Regions from separate parts of the Triticum aestivum genome. Here region 1 is linked to region 2. The links are chromatin contacts, called in public Hi-C maps. All regions are on one chromosome and are shown on one strand. Each heading gives the region's core, a stretch centred on a gene start, on an enhancer-like site or on the middle of the called end of the contact. The rest is flanking DNA. Distances are from core to core; before and after follow the strand shown. Region 1 has its middle 23 kb from the start of LOC123096340. Region 2 holds the start of LOC123096339 (GDP-L-galactose phosphorylase 2).

The links. A called contact is a pair of places that touch in the nucleus more often than the background predicts.
Region 1: a Hi-C map of leaf shows a contact between it and region 2, with 2.8 times the contacts expected there. The contact joins the enhancer-like site here to the promoter of LOC123096339 in region 2. A contact is called at or near these places in 2 of 5 Hi-C or Micro-C datasets (both in leaf).

What each region holds. Positions count from the first base shown.
Region 1 is chr4D:81,366,850-81,373,193 of IWGSC CS RefSeq v2.1, reverse strand. No RefSeq gene overlaps it. Among protein-coding and RNA genes, the nearest start is that of LOC123096340, 23 kb to the left of the region's middle. Within about 2 kb of position 2,948, at least 1 of the 8 cell types and tissues checked has an H3K27ac peak or open chromatin away from gene starts, as enhancers often do. A contact at or near this core is called in leaf, where this site is marked.
Region 2 is chr4D:81,293,720-81,300,962 of IWGSC CS RefSeq v2.1, reverse strand. It overlaps LOC123096339 (GDP-L-galactose phosphorylase 2), which reads left to right and starts at 3,816. Exons shown (of 6, transcript XM_044518042.1): 1 at 3,816-4,438; 2 at 5,248-5,351; 3 at 6,413-6,718; 4 at 6,800-6,985; 5 at 7,078-7,243. The coding sequence starts at 4,330.

The DNA.
Region 1 (6,344 bases), core at 1,699-4,198, 73 kb before region 2:
CAAGTTTTACGTGGCTGCTACGGGCTGAGCAAGAACCGTTCTTACCTACGCATCAAAACCACAACGATAGTTCGTCAAGTTAGTGCTGTTTTAACCTTCTCAAGGACCGGGCGTAGCCACACTCGGTTCAACTAAAGTTGGAGAAACTGACACCCGCCAGCCACCTGTGTGCAAAGCACGTCGGTAGAACCTGTCTCGCGTAAGCGTACGCGTAATGTCGGTCCGGGCCGCTTCATCCAACAATACCGCCGAACCAAAGTATGACATGCTGGTAAGCAGTATGACTTGTAGCGCCCACAACTCACTTGTATTCTACTTGTGCATATAACATCTACGCATAAAACCTGGCTCAGATGCCACTGTTGGGGAACGTAGTAATTTCAAAAAATTTCCTACGCACACGCAAGATCATGGTGATGCATAGCAACGAGAGGGGAGAGTATTGTCTACGTACCCTCGTAGACCGAAAGCGGAAGCTTTTATCAACGCGGTTGATGTAGTCGTACGTCTTCACGATCCGACCGATCCAAGTACCGAACGCACGGCACCCCCGAGTTCTGCACACGTTCAGCTCGATGACGTCCTCGCCTTCTTGATCCAGCAAGACGGGCGAAGTAGTAGATGAGTTCCGGCAGCACGACGGCGTGGTGACGGTGTTGGTGAAGAACAGTTTCCGCAGGGCTTCGCCTAAGCACTATGAAAACTATGACAGAGGATAAACTAGAGGGGACGGGGTTGCCGGCACACGGCTTGGTGTTTCTTGATGTGTCTTGGGTGCTAGCCCTACCCCTCTATTTATATGTTGAGCATTGGGGTCGAAAGTTGGAGTAAAGGCCTCCACAAAGTCGGTTTCACCCGAAAGGCAAGAGTCCTTCTCGGACTCCAGGGCCAGACGCCAGGGTTCCCGGCGTCTGGACCCGGACGCCAGGGACCCTGGCGTCTGGCCCCTAGACTCCGCAAAACTTCCTTTTGCGCTTTCCAAAAACCTCGTGGGCTTTCCCCTTTGGCCCAGATAAAGTGTTCTCGTGCCCAAACATTTTGGGAAACATCCAGAACCCCTTCCGATGAATACCAGAACCCTTCCGGAGTCCAAACACTATTATCCCATATATCAATCTTTATCTCTGGACCATTCCGGAGTTCCTCGTCATGTCCGTGATCTTATCCGGAACTCTGAACAACATTCGGTTACCAACATACATAACTCATAAATACTATATCGTCAACGAACGTTAAGCGTGCGGACCCTACGGGTTCGAGAACTATGTAGACATGACCGAGACACCTCTCTGGTAAATAACCAACAGCGGAACCTGGATGCCCATATTGGCTCCTACATATTCTACGAAGATCTTTATCGGTCAGACCGCATAACAACATACGTTGTTCCCTTTGTCATCGGTATGTTACTTGCCCGAGATTCGATCGTCGGTATCTCAATACCTAGTTCAATCTCGTTACCGGCAAGTCTCTTTACTCGTTCCGTAATACATCATCCTGCAACTAACTCATTAGTTACAATGCTTGCAAGGCTTATAGTGATGTGCATTACCGAGTGGGCCCAGAGATATCTCTCCGACAATCGGAGTGACAAATCCTAATCTCGAAATACGCCAACCCAACAAGTACCTTCAAAGACACCTGTAGAGCACCTTTATAATCACCCAGTTACGTTGTGACGTTTGGTAGCACACAAAGTGTTCCTCCGGTAAACGGGAGTTGCATAATCTCATAGTCATAGGAACATGTATAAGTCATGAAGAAAGCAATAGCAGAATACTAAACGATCAAGTGCTAAGCTAACGGAATGGGTCAAGTCAATCACATCATTCTCCTAATGATGTGATCCCGTTAATCAAATGACAACTCATGTCTATGGCTAGAAAACATAACCATCTTTGATCAACGAGCTAGTCAAGTAGAGGCATACTAGTGACACTCTGTTTGTCTATGTATTCACACATGTATTATGTTTCTGGTTAATACAATTCTAGCATGAATAATAAACACTTATCATGATATAAGGAAGTAAATAATAACTTTATTATTGCCTCTAGGGCATATTTCCTTCAGCCGGCACCAGGATCCTCTCCGGATCTAGGTGCCAGTCGTGCGGCAGGGTGGCGTCGGGGTACGGGAGAGGCACGCGGTGCTGCCAGTGCCATTCCGCCTGGTACACCGGCACGTTGACGCGATGCCTCGACCGGCGAGCTGGCGCCGGCGAAGGCGGGAGAAACTCTAGGGGAAAGGGGATGGCGGGCGACTTGCCCTTGGCCTTACTGCTGCTGCCGGCGCCGGAGAAGAGCCCAATTTGGCACGGCTGGGGTGGCTAGGGTTGGCTAGGGTTTGCCGGCGACGGGAGAGCGAGTGTGGCTAGATGGGGACGGGGGTTGGCTGGATGAGGACGGCCCCGCCGCACGGTCGGCTTAAAAAAAGACGACCGCCGTCGCTGATGTGTGGGCCCGAGGTCATAAATTAAGCTGACCAGGTAGGTGGTTGGCGGTTGGACGACCGCCAAGTGAGGCCGTGGCGGACAACAAGAAGGCGCTCGTGGCGTCCGTTCTACGTCCGCGCCGACGCATTTGGGGCGCAAATTTGGGCCGCAAATGCGTCGGCGTAGACGCGAAGCGGACTCGATTTGGATTTGGGTCGCCGCGTTGGGCCTCTTTTTTTGTCCGCGCCGACCTAAGCGGACGGCGTCGGACGAAATTGGTCGCCCCATTGGAATTGCTCTTATATGCAGGGGATTATTTGTAATGCCAGTGTACTCGTATGTTGGTGTCCTAAAGTAACAGATACGTCTTCAGGTTTTTCTTCCCTTGAAAAAGAATGTTTCCTGTGTGAATCACGGTGCCGTTTTTCCCGTGACAAGGATGCATTTGGTCGGGGAGACCAAACTGGAGTGAGCAGCGGCCTCACACCAGAAAAGCACACCGGCCCATTTGAGCTGGACGCGGTTGCAGCCGCACAGGGAGCGTATGACTGCATGCTGGAGAAACCGCCACGTCTGCTATCTTGTCAGCTTTCGTTATACTTGGACGAGCGGTCTTCTGCGTGGAGGATGCTGCAGCGCCGACTGGTGCTTTTGGACGCACGTTTTTGTGGGTCTGAGTGAGAGAATGACGTTTTGATGTTCTTATAGGGACGGGGAATATTCCCTTCCGCTCCTACTTTATCGTTCCCGACCACCTCGCCGTCCCCCTCCCCCCTTCGTGATCTCATCCGCCCCACTGCCACATAAAGAAGCCGCCGGGCTCAACACCTTGCGCTATAGGAATCCTCGTGGCTGGAGCGTTGCGGCAACTACACACACATCAATGGAGATCGAATGTCAGGGTGGTGGCCCCAGACATGTCGACGATGGCCATGTTACAATGGTTGCGAGGGCAATGAGCTAGCCAGTCGTGGCGTCAACGACGACGACACGACAATGATTTGTGGTGGAGGCTTTTCGTTTCCCCATTTGCGGCGACGGTGAATTTTCGTAGTTCCGTTTTCCGATGATGGTGATGACGACACATCTTCATGGTCCTTGTGTGGAGGTGATTTTACATACTGGTGTGGTTGCATGCACGACGGTTATATTGCTTCCGGCGGCATGACGACGGATTTTAGCCTCGGTGTTGGAGGATCCCGGTGGCACGCTCAGGTAGTGTATTTTTGAGTGTAGGGGCTCAAGTGGCATCAAAACTCTAGGTACAACCTTCATTGATTGAACCTGGCAATGTCATCGTTGATGTTGAGTTCCCATGTTGAAGACGTTGTAGAGAGTTGGACTCCTCTCCAAGATGAAAACCCATGATCTAGCCTCAACTTTAGATTCATTGATGACAGAGCTTGTGCGTCGTATGTTGGAGGATCTGTCCAGTTGGCAACTTATCATTGATGGTTATTACTGTTGTTTGTTGATGTTGTTTTGCTGGTTACACTTTTTTTCCTTTTTGTAATAATGTGGCAGCGTGCATCCTCGATGTCTTGAGTCGTGTTGATGTAGATGCGGAGTGTAATTGATATATATCGATATTAATAATTCTTTTAATAATAAAATAATAATATTCCTGCTGTGTGCGAGAATGGTTGAGCATTATTCAGATAGTGAAAGAGTGGCATCGAGGGTGTGTCGACCTGTGGTTGATAGCTACGCGTGCAGCCTGCTGGCAGCAGCGGCAGTCGGCTCAGCACCGGCTAAATCATACTATAAGTTTTGACGCTTGTAGAGTGATTTTTGGACCGATAGTTACGCGTACGAAGGACTGCAACCTGCGCGGGTATCCCTTCCACGTTCATTTCTCTCAGCAAATGCTGGCCGCAAGCATGTGCGACAGCGAGGGCAGTCCTAGCTCGTCGGAGCGTCGTGGTTGTTCGCGTACCTTTTCATCGCTGCCAACGCAAAATGCAAACTGAGCGAGTAAGGGCCTGTTCGGCCCTCCTTCGCTCCACGCTCTCGCTCCGGGAGCCGGCAGAGCGCAAGTTAAAAATCCCGAAGCAGGGGAATAGATGCTCTGCAGATCCTCAAATTTGACGGAGCTAGTGGATCACCGAATGGCTCCTAAATCATAAGAAACCATCACATTTGTGGACCATAAATCGAAAACCATCATGTTTCGTTTTTTTGTTGTTGCAAAAACCGGTCATCATTATACTAACAATTTGCGAAAAACGCTGATTAAACAATTAGAGCAGTTTGAGTAAAAATCTAACAGATGTGTCCCTTTGTCAGTTGCCACGTGGCCTTGGTGAAGACGGGCTCGACACAACGCGGTTAGATGGCATCTACATAGTGTTGAGTAAATAAGCAAATTTTCGATTAAATTAATCAAAAATATATCATGGGCATGACATAAACAACATTAAGCACATACTGATAATTGATCATATTACTGCGTACTAGTTAGAGAGTAGAAACATCTATGCAAATCATTAGTACGGCTAAAACAGTAATAACAAGAGTGGGATAAGCGAGTTATACCCTCCGATCGGCCAGGCAGAGGCGGCGGCGGCAACGGCATCCTTGGTGGCCTTCTTCTCGGCTTCAAGCTTCTCAGCAGTGGCACGGTCGGCTTCGTAAGCGGTGGGCATGGTGACAATAAAGACGACACAGACGTAGACGATGCAGCGGACGTGGACGAACGACGGCAAGCAGGAGATGCTCCGCAAAAACCTAATCGCCCCTCTCCCGTATAGGATTCGGAGAGGCGGGGTTTCAAAGGTCTGCTCTCCCGTCGACCGTGTACGCGGTGGATGGGATGGGATCACCGGCGGCAGCAGCAGCAAAAGGAATGACAGTGGGTGCGGAGGTAGATGCAATATGTTTTGTGGCGGCTAGGGTTGGTCGGCGCCTCCAATATATAGGCGCGGACGTGTGGATAGACGTGGGCTGGACCCATGTCCGGGTCGGTAATAGCCCACGATCCGACATCTCAGATCGTGGCTCTTCTATTAGGGACTCTCCGTTTCTAACCGGCAAAAATAAACGCATATGGGTGAGCTCGGCTAGGCTCATTCCCGCAACCCGTCGTGACGAGGCGTGGCGTGGTGAGGTGGGCGGCAGAGGAGGAGCGCGCGGGAACCACTTCTCTTCTCAAGCTGCAATAGCATGTGGAAGAGAATCCCTTATAAGGAGGTCCAACCCCTCATCAACTAGCAATGTGGGACTAAACTCCCACCACACACATTGCCATAAAATCCACATGGGCCGTTAGAGATTTTCTGAAATTGTTAGATGGGCCCTAGGGGCACCCTCATATTTCAACAATCCCCCACTAGATCTCAAGGACCCATTTTGTCCTTTGTTGCAAACACGGTTTTGGTACACCAGTATTTAAGGGGAGACCTGTTAAGGTTTAACTCCATCTAGAGCAAGTAGCTACACTCCTTCACAACTGAACAATGGACTATGCCTTGAATTGTTAGTTTGGATAAAGAAGTTTCATCACATGTCTTACTAGTACTAAACCGCCGAAGGCTGACCCTTCGCGTGGAGCATATTAGTCACACTCTTGGCCTATTCATGAGCTTACTAGAGATCACCCCAATCTCATAGACTGTGACCAGCAGTCGATCTCATATAGGTGTGTTCCTCCAAAGATCGTTCTGTAGGACAACATCTTGCTTGTATAAGCTTTGAAACACATTAAGACAGTAGTTAACCTAACATTCAGTTTCCGAGAGTATTGCATCTCCAACGGAGTGAGTTAGTAAAGTTACTCTCCTTAGTTCACCACTGACTTGTTTTACCAAGTCCTACTTCACGGGATCTCCGATCACATAGGTTGGGTTACCATCATGGCAACTCATGTGGGTCTCATACCCATCTCCCTCGATGCATTTTCTATCACAACACG
Region 2 (7,243 bases), core at 2,567-5,066:
CAGCAGCGTCACGCGTTGGCGGTATGGGCTCCAGGGCCTCATCGTCGAATTGGGGTAGCAGCTTGCGCTTTGGGTAGCTCTTTGTTGGGCGTTCAAGGCCGTATTCTTCGGCTGCCAACACTTTAGTCCATCTGTCGTTGAGCATATCCTGTTCGGATTGGAGCTACTGCCGCTTGTTTTTGAGGCTTCTTGCAGTTGTGATTAGCTGGCGCTTAAAGCGTTCTTGTTCGAGGGGTTCCTCTGGCACGATGAAATCTTCGTCGCCGAGGCTCACATCGTCTTCGGAGATTGGTAGATAGTTGCTATCCTCCGAGTCCTCGTTCCCTACCGGTTCGTCAGGGTTAACTTGCCCTTCCTCCCAATCATCCTGTTCGGATGCTGGTTTGATGGGGGCTTCTTGGTCTTCGGCGTTCTTCGGAGTATTATTGTCTCCGGTGCCAGTATTGCTATCTTTTTCGTGACGCGATTTAGAGCGGCGCCGCTGACGTCGACGCTTTGGTGGTATCTCAGGAGGTTCGTCCTCGACTGGATCCTTCTCATCATCGCCGTCGTCTTCTTTGGGTGTGTCCACCATGTACACGTCATATGAGGAAGTGGCCGTCCAGCGTCCGGTGAACGGCGGGTTTTGGCCTCGCTCATCTCCGGCATCGTTGTCCATAGCGTCGATGTCTTCGGAGGCGTAATCGAGCATGTCGGCTAGATCCTCGACAGTGGCTATGAAGTGGGTGGTGGATGGGACGTAAAATTCCCCGTTTTCAGCCCCTAGCATGGGCTGGGCGTAGTTCGGCAGCGATTCGTCTGCAATAGTGAGGGATCGCATTAGGTCCAGGGCCTCGCTTAAAGGTAAGGGTTGGACGGGGAGACAAGAGCTTTTGGCGCTAGATGAGGAAAAGTCCTCCGGGTCGCGCCTGCTTGCCGCAGCCCTCGAGAGTCCGGAATTAGGATCCGGGGACGAGTCCGCCCTTCAGTGATGAGGGGAGTCCGGCTAGGCTCCAGGCCTACCGATGACACAGTCCTATCTAGATCTGAGGTAGTGACCTCCGTAATTATGGAGAGTCTGGTGGGATCGGCACTCCCATCTTCGGACCCAGCAGTTTGCTCTGGATCTAAGGCCGGAGCGGTGGTCGGCGTCGCGAACCCCTCGAAGATCAAGTCTCCTCGAATATCGGCGACGTAGTTCAGATTTCCAAAACTAATTTGATGACCAGGGGCGTAGCTGTCGATCTGCTCCAGGTGGCCAATCGAGTTGGCCCGCAGTGCGAAGCCGCCGAATACGAAAATTTGGCCAGGGAGAAAAGACTCCTTCAAGGCGGCCTTGTTGTAGACGATCAATGGAGCCATCGAGCCTTCTAACGACGGCACAATGGAACTCTCAATGAAAGCACCAATGTCGGTGTCAAAACCGGCAGATCTCGGGTAGGGGGTCCCGAACTGTGCGTCTGAGGATCGAAGGTAAGAGGAGGCAGGGGACACGATGTTTACCCAGGTTCGGGCCCTCTTAATAGAGGTAATACCCTACTTCTTGCTTGATTGACTTTGATGAGTATAGGGGTTACAAGAGTTGATCTACCTCGAGATCGTAATGGCTAAACCCTAGATGTCTAGCCTGTATGATTATGATTGCCTCTACGGACTAAACCCTCCGGTTTATATGGACACCAGAGGGGCCTAGGGTTGTACAGAGTCGGTTTACAGAGAAAGGAATCTTCATATCCGAACGCCAAGCTTGCCATCCACGCAAAGGAGAGTCCCATCCGGACACGGGGAAAAGCCCTCTATCTTGTATCTTCTCGGCCCACCAGTCCGGCCCATGTCACATAGCCTGGACGCCCGGGGACCCCCTAATCCAGGACTCCCTCAGTGGACCACTCCCTCCTCATCGTGGTGGCCGCCGGGATGATGAAGATGGCCACCGGTGACGATCTCCCCCTCCGGCAGGGTGCCAAAACGGGCTCCCGATTGGTTTTTGGTGGCTACAGAGGCTTGCGGCGGCGGAACTTCCGATCTAGGGTTACCTCGAAGGGTTTTGGAATATTTGAGAATTTATAGGGCGAAGAGGGGGTGTGGGAGGCCACTGAGGTGGGCACAACCGACCTGGGCGCGCCTGGGCCCCCAGGCGCGCCCTGGTGGGTTGTTCCCCCCTCGGTGCACCCCCCAGGTGCTTCTCTGGCCCACTGGATATCTTCTGGTCCATAAAAAATCCACAAAAAATTTCGCGGTGTTTGGACTCCATTTGATATTGATTTCCTGCGATGTAAAAAACAAGCAAAAGACATCAACTGACACTGGGCACTGGGTCAATAGGTTAGTCCCAAAAAATGATATAAAGTTGCTATAAAATGATTGTAAAACATACAAGAATGATAATATAACAGCATGAATACTTCATAAATTATAGATACGTTGGAGACGTAGCAGGGATCCATTAGTCGCCACGGAAGGGAGATTCGTCCTGGGGTCGCCGCTCCTGATCTCAGGCGTTGCCCCTCCGGTTGCCGAAACCACCGCCCCCGCTGCTCTCTCTCTCTCACGTGAAATTCTGGACTCCCCCCTCGCGAACGTTGCAACAAAAACTGGGGGAGCAAAGTAATGGGGTTGAGAGGACACATGGCATAACGAGTGTCTTTGATCTGAAGAGATCTAACGCGTAGAGCGCGTCCGACGCAACGTTATCCTTTTATTATCTCAAATGATAATGCCCACACGTGTGGCATATCTGCACTTCGCCTACATGCTTTGATCTCCATCTATTATGTTTTGCACGAATCTTGAAGGGATCTGTTGGATTTTCAGTGCCATGTAGGCATAGCATGTTGTGTGGGCGTTAGAGTGCTTGCCCACACGACCCGCAACACGCGGTTGCCAGCTGCGCCGTGTGGGCGAACCAGTTCCCGCCCACGCAGTCACCACCCAGTCCACGCGCGTGTGGGTGAACTGCTCTTCTCCCACACGACGCTCGAACGGTGATAGATGGCACCTGCAGTTGCGCGTATGTGGCAACTCACACATGACAACTATGATTCGTTGGTAGATGGCAACTGCAGTTGCACGTACGTGGCAACAGGCAAACACACATGACGACTATGAATAACCATACACGACAACTATGGTTGGACCATGCATGGCAACTACCTAACACACATGGCAACTATTGTTTGACCACATGTGGCAAGTAGTTAATCACACACGGCAACTATGCTTACACACGGCAACTACCATAAATTAGACATGACAACTATAGTTAATCAACACAGAGAGAGTTGTCATGCTTTTACAACTACATTTGTCATCCCGGATAACTAAAGTTGTCATCCCTGGGGTAACTCCCGCGGGTAACTAACGTAGTTGCGCCAGGACAGGTGAGCATATTTGCTTCGTGCCATACGCGCGGAGTGGGGGTGAGTAGTACTTGTTGGACGTGTGGCACGAAGTAGCTGCGCCCACACGTGTGGGCAGTTCTAATGTTCGTCCACACAAGCCGCATGTGGGCTGCCTTCTGATTATGCCACACATGGCGTGTGGGTGGATCCCTAATATGCCACACGTGTGGGTGTTATCTACGTTATTTATTATAGATCTTATGTATATATAAAAATAGAGAAAGTAGAAGAATAGACATATACGAATTGTGAGTACTACTACGCGTCGGTTTCCAACGCATACATCCGGGACGGACCCCATAGGTCCTAGTCAGCAAGCAGCGGAGCTTGTGTTCCGTGGGAGGGCGAGCGGTGGACGATCCAGGCAGCAAAACAGCCGCGCGATCGCGGGCGGCGAAAGCAGCGCCACACAGCCGCGGCGTCCACCGCACAAACCTTCCTCTTCCTCCCCCCCGCTGCTCTGCCCCAATCCCGCCCCCTCTATTTAAGGCCGCCCCCTCCCTCGCCTCCGCTGCCACGCCGACGCAGCCCGGCCACAAACCAGCCACCTCGCCGTCCACGCCGTCCGCCGTCGTCCCCGAAGGGACGCGGGCAGCCGGGCCGGAAAGTTTCACTTCCTTCCCTTGGAGCCCTCCGTAGCCTTCCGGGACGCTCGGCCCTTCCCCCCTCCCGCCCTCCGGGTTGTCTCTCCGGGCATCACGGCTGCTTCCGCGGACCCCGCGCGCGGCGCCCCCGCTGCGCAGGTGGAGCCGCACGGAGGACGCGGAGCACTCCCCTCGGCCGGGGGCAGCCCCTCCGACCTCCTCTTCCTCGCCGGCGGCGGTCGCCTCCTTCTCTGATTGCGCGGCGGCGCTGACTGCTAAGTGCTAACCCACGCTAAGTCGTCGTTAACAACAATCCGGTACACGGTAGATACAGCAGAGGAGGTTCTAAGAGCAGTAAGGAGGAGATGGAGATGAAGCTGACGATTAAGAGGGTTCCGACGGTGCTGTCCAACTACCAGGAAGAAGGAGGCGGGGGCTGCGGCAGGAACTGCCTCGGGGATTGCTGCTTGCCTGGTGCGTATTATGCCCTGTCATGCCCAATTTTCATCTAGTTTTCATATTGGGAGGTGCAGCTCAGCTCATTTTATCCTCGAATTCGTCTATTTTTTAGGTTTATTTTGTTTCCTTTGGGGCAAAAGTTTTCTATTTCCTTCGATTATACCCTAGAATACTACTCCCTCCATAAATATAAGAGTGTTTAGATATATAAGAGTGTTTAGATTACTATCTAAACACTCTTATATTAGTTTACAGAGGGAGTACTGATTACACTGAATTAGAATATGGGCTTCTTCTTGGATGCAGAGTTTCTGCTCCCAGGCTCATCTGCACCCCCTCTTAGAAAAAAAATCAAAACAAATGCTAAAAAAATACAAAATCCATTTTTTTGGGTGGTAGATAATTTGATGCGTCAGGTCCGCACCAAATTTCAATTCATTTGGACATCTGAGCAGCTCTCGGCAATAAAGACATTGTCCAAATGAATTGAAATTTAGAGCGGACCTCACGTATCAAATTTTCTACCAACCAAAAGGAATTTGGATTTTTTTTTTAATTTTTCTAGTATTTATTTTGATTTGTTTTCTGAGCGGGAGCAGATGAGCGATGAGCTTGGGCACCGAGTTGGATTTCCGCTTCTTCTGCTATATCTAGCTATGTTTAGTTTAGTAGTATGAATTTCTCGTTGTCCCATTAATCTAATCAAAGTTTTTTTTAATTAGACAACTGAAACAAAGTTCTGAAACTTTTATTCTGTTGTCACAGAGTTGCAGATTTAAGCATCCTTTACTAATTAGCCATTCTTTTTCCATAAACACTTGTAGCTTCCAAGCTTCCCCTCTATGCTTTCAAGGCCGACCCAAAGAAGCCTGCTCAGGATGATGAGCTCCCTACCGAGTTCTTCCTCAATTCTCTCCTCCTCGCACAGGTAAGAAAATACTAGCAATCAAGTGAACCTGGCTCCTAGCTCATTTTGTTAGGAGAGTGGATGCACAACCCACCACCTAGGTTCAAGTACTCACAGACATGAATTTAAGTTCCTGTCTATACTGTAGGGCTCTCTCCCCTGCAGTTTTCTTAAAAAAAATTGAAAATACTAGAAAAGTTTGCATACTTAATTCGTTAGAAAGGAAGGTCATGTTGTAAGAATTCGTACACTTAGCTGTTCTGCTGGTAAAACCAGTACTGGATAGTGTTTTGGTGCATTTTGTTTCCTGAGAAGATCACATGAGTTTGTTATTGCTTACTGGCTTAGAGCTGTTACGCTTGGACCAAAATACGATAAATATACTGTTCTGTATTCTTCTACAAGATTTTGTAAACATGCTAAGATATCCTTGGGTAGTTAAAATGCTTAATATGGCAGAGGAGGTTAAATAGCTCAATTTGGTGCATTTCAATGTGCTATACAGACAGAATAAAAGCATGTAATGTTTGCTTTTTATTACAAATAGATCTAGATTTCAGAACTTTATGGGATGTTTCCTTTGAGGAATAAGAATGAGACCTCATCCCTCGTAACTCTTAAGCATAAGGTATCAGCCACCAGAAACGTGAGATCCGACAATAATACCAATCCTAGGGTGAGGTGATTCCTCAAACTCAATCTGTATGTCAACTTGAGGTTGCGGGAAAATAGATGAGAAACATCATAATTTAGTGGCAAATGCTTGGCGTTTTCTCAATGATATTGCGTTGGCTTTACCTTTGATAAAGCTGTAATCCAGTATGGATGTTTCTAATTGTTTCTTCTTTGCGATAGGAGTTGATTATTGCAAAAAGTAAGCTTTGTAGGGCTGAGTTTGGAATATAATACTTTTGTTTACTCTGTTCCTCGAAAGATAACATTGACATGGACACAGTTCTAGAAAATTTGTCTTCAAATGGACCATCAGAACATCTCATAGCGATTATCTTGTTATTTTAGGTTGGCCGTTACTTCTTTATTTTATTGAACTCTTATATTTCGACTTTGCTCTCTCTTATTAGTGGGAGGACAGGGTGGCCCGAGGCCTATTCAGATATGATGTAACAGCCTGCGAGACCAAGGTGATTCCTGGCGAGCTTGGGTTTGTTGCACAGCTTAACGAAGGCCGACACCTCAAGAAGCGCCCGACCGAGTTCCGTGTTGACCGTGTGCTCCAGCCATTCGATTCTGCCAAGTTCAACTTCACCAAGGTTGGCCAGGAGGAGGTTCTCTTTCGCTTTGAGAACGGTGGTGGCGACAACAGCTATTTCCTTGAAAATGCCCCAAGCACTGAGGGTGACCATGCTCCCAGCGTTGTTGCAATCAATGTACACATCTTTCAGCCAAAACTTACCTTTATTCCAGAATATAAATCTTGATGTTAACACTGGTACTTCTAACGATTGCAGGTGAGCCCTATTGAGTACGGTCATGTGCTTCTCATTCCGCGTGTCCTTGACCGCCTGCCTCAGCAAATTGATCCTGAAAGCTTCCTGCTTGCACTACACATGGCAGCTGAGGCTGCAAGCCCATACTTCAGGCTTGGTTACAACAGCTTGGGTGCCTTTGCCACCATCAATCATCTCCATTTCCAGGTACCTAAATCATTACACAAAGGCCTAGCTTCTGTGCTGTAAACATAGTTGATAATTGTGGTGATCACACTAAAACTTTGTTTTTTGTACAGGCATACTACCTGTCAGTACCTTTTCCTGTTGAGAAGGCGCCTACCAAGAAGATCCCCCTTGCCAAGTGTGCGCTGAATAGTGGAGTGAAGGTGTCAAAACTGACAAATTTCCCTGTGAGAGGTTTGGTGTTTGAGAGAGGGAACACACTGAAGGATTTGGCTGATG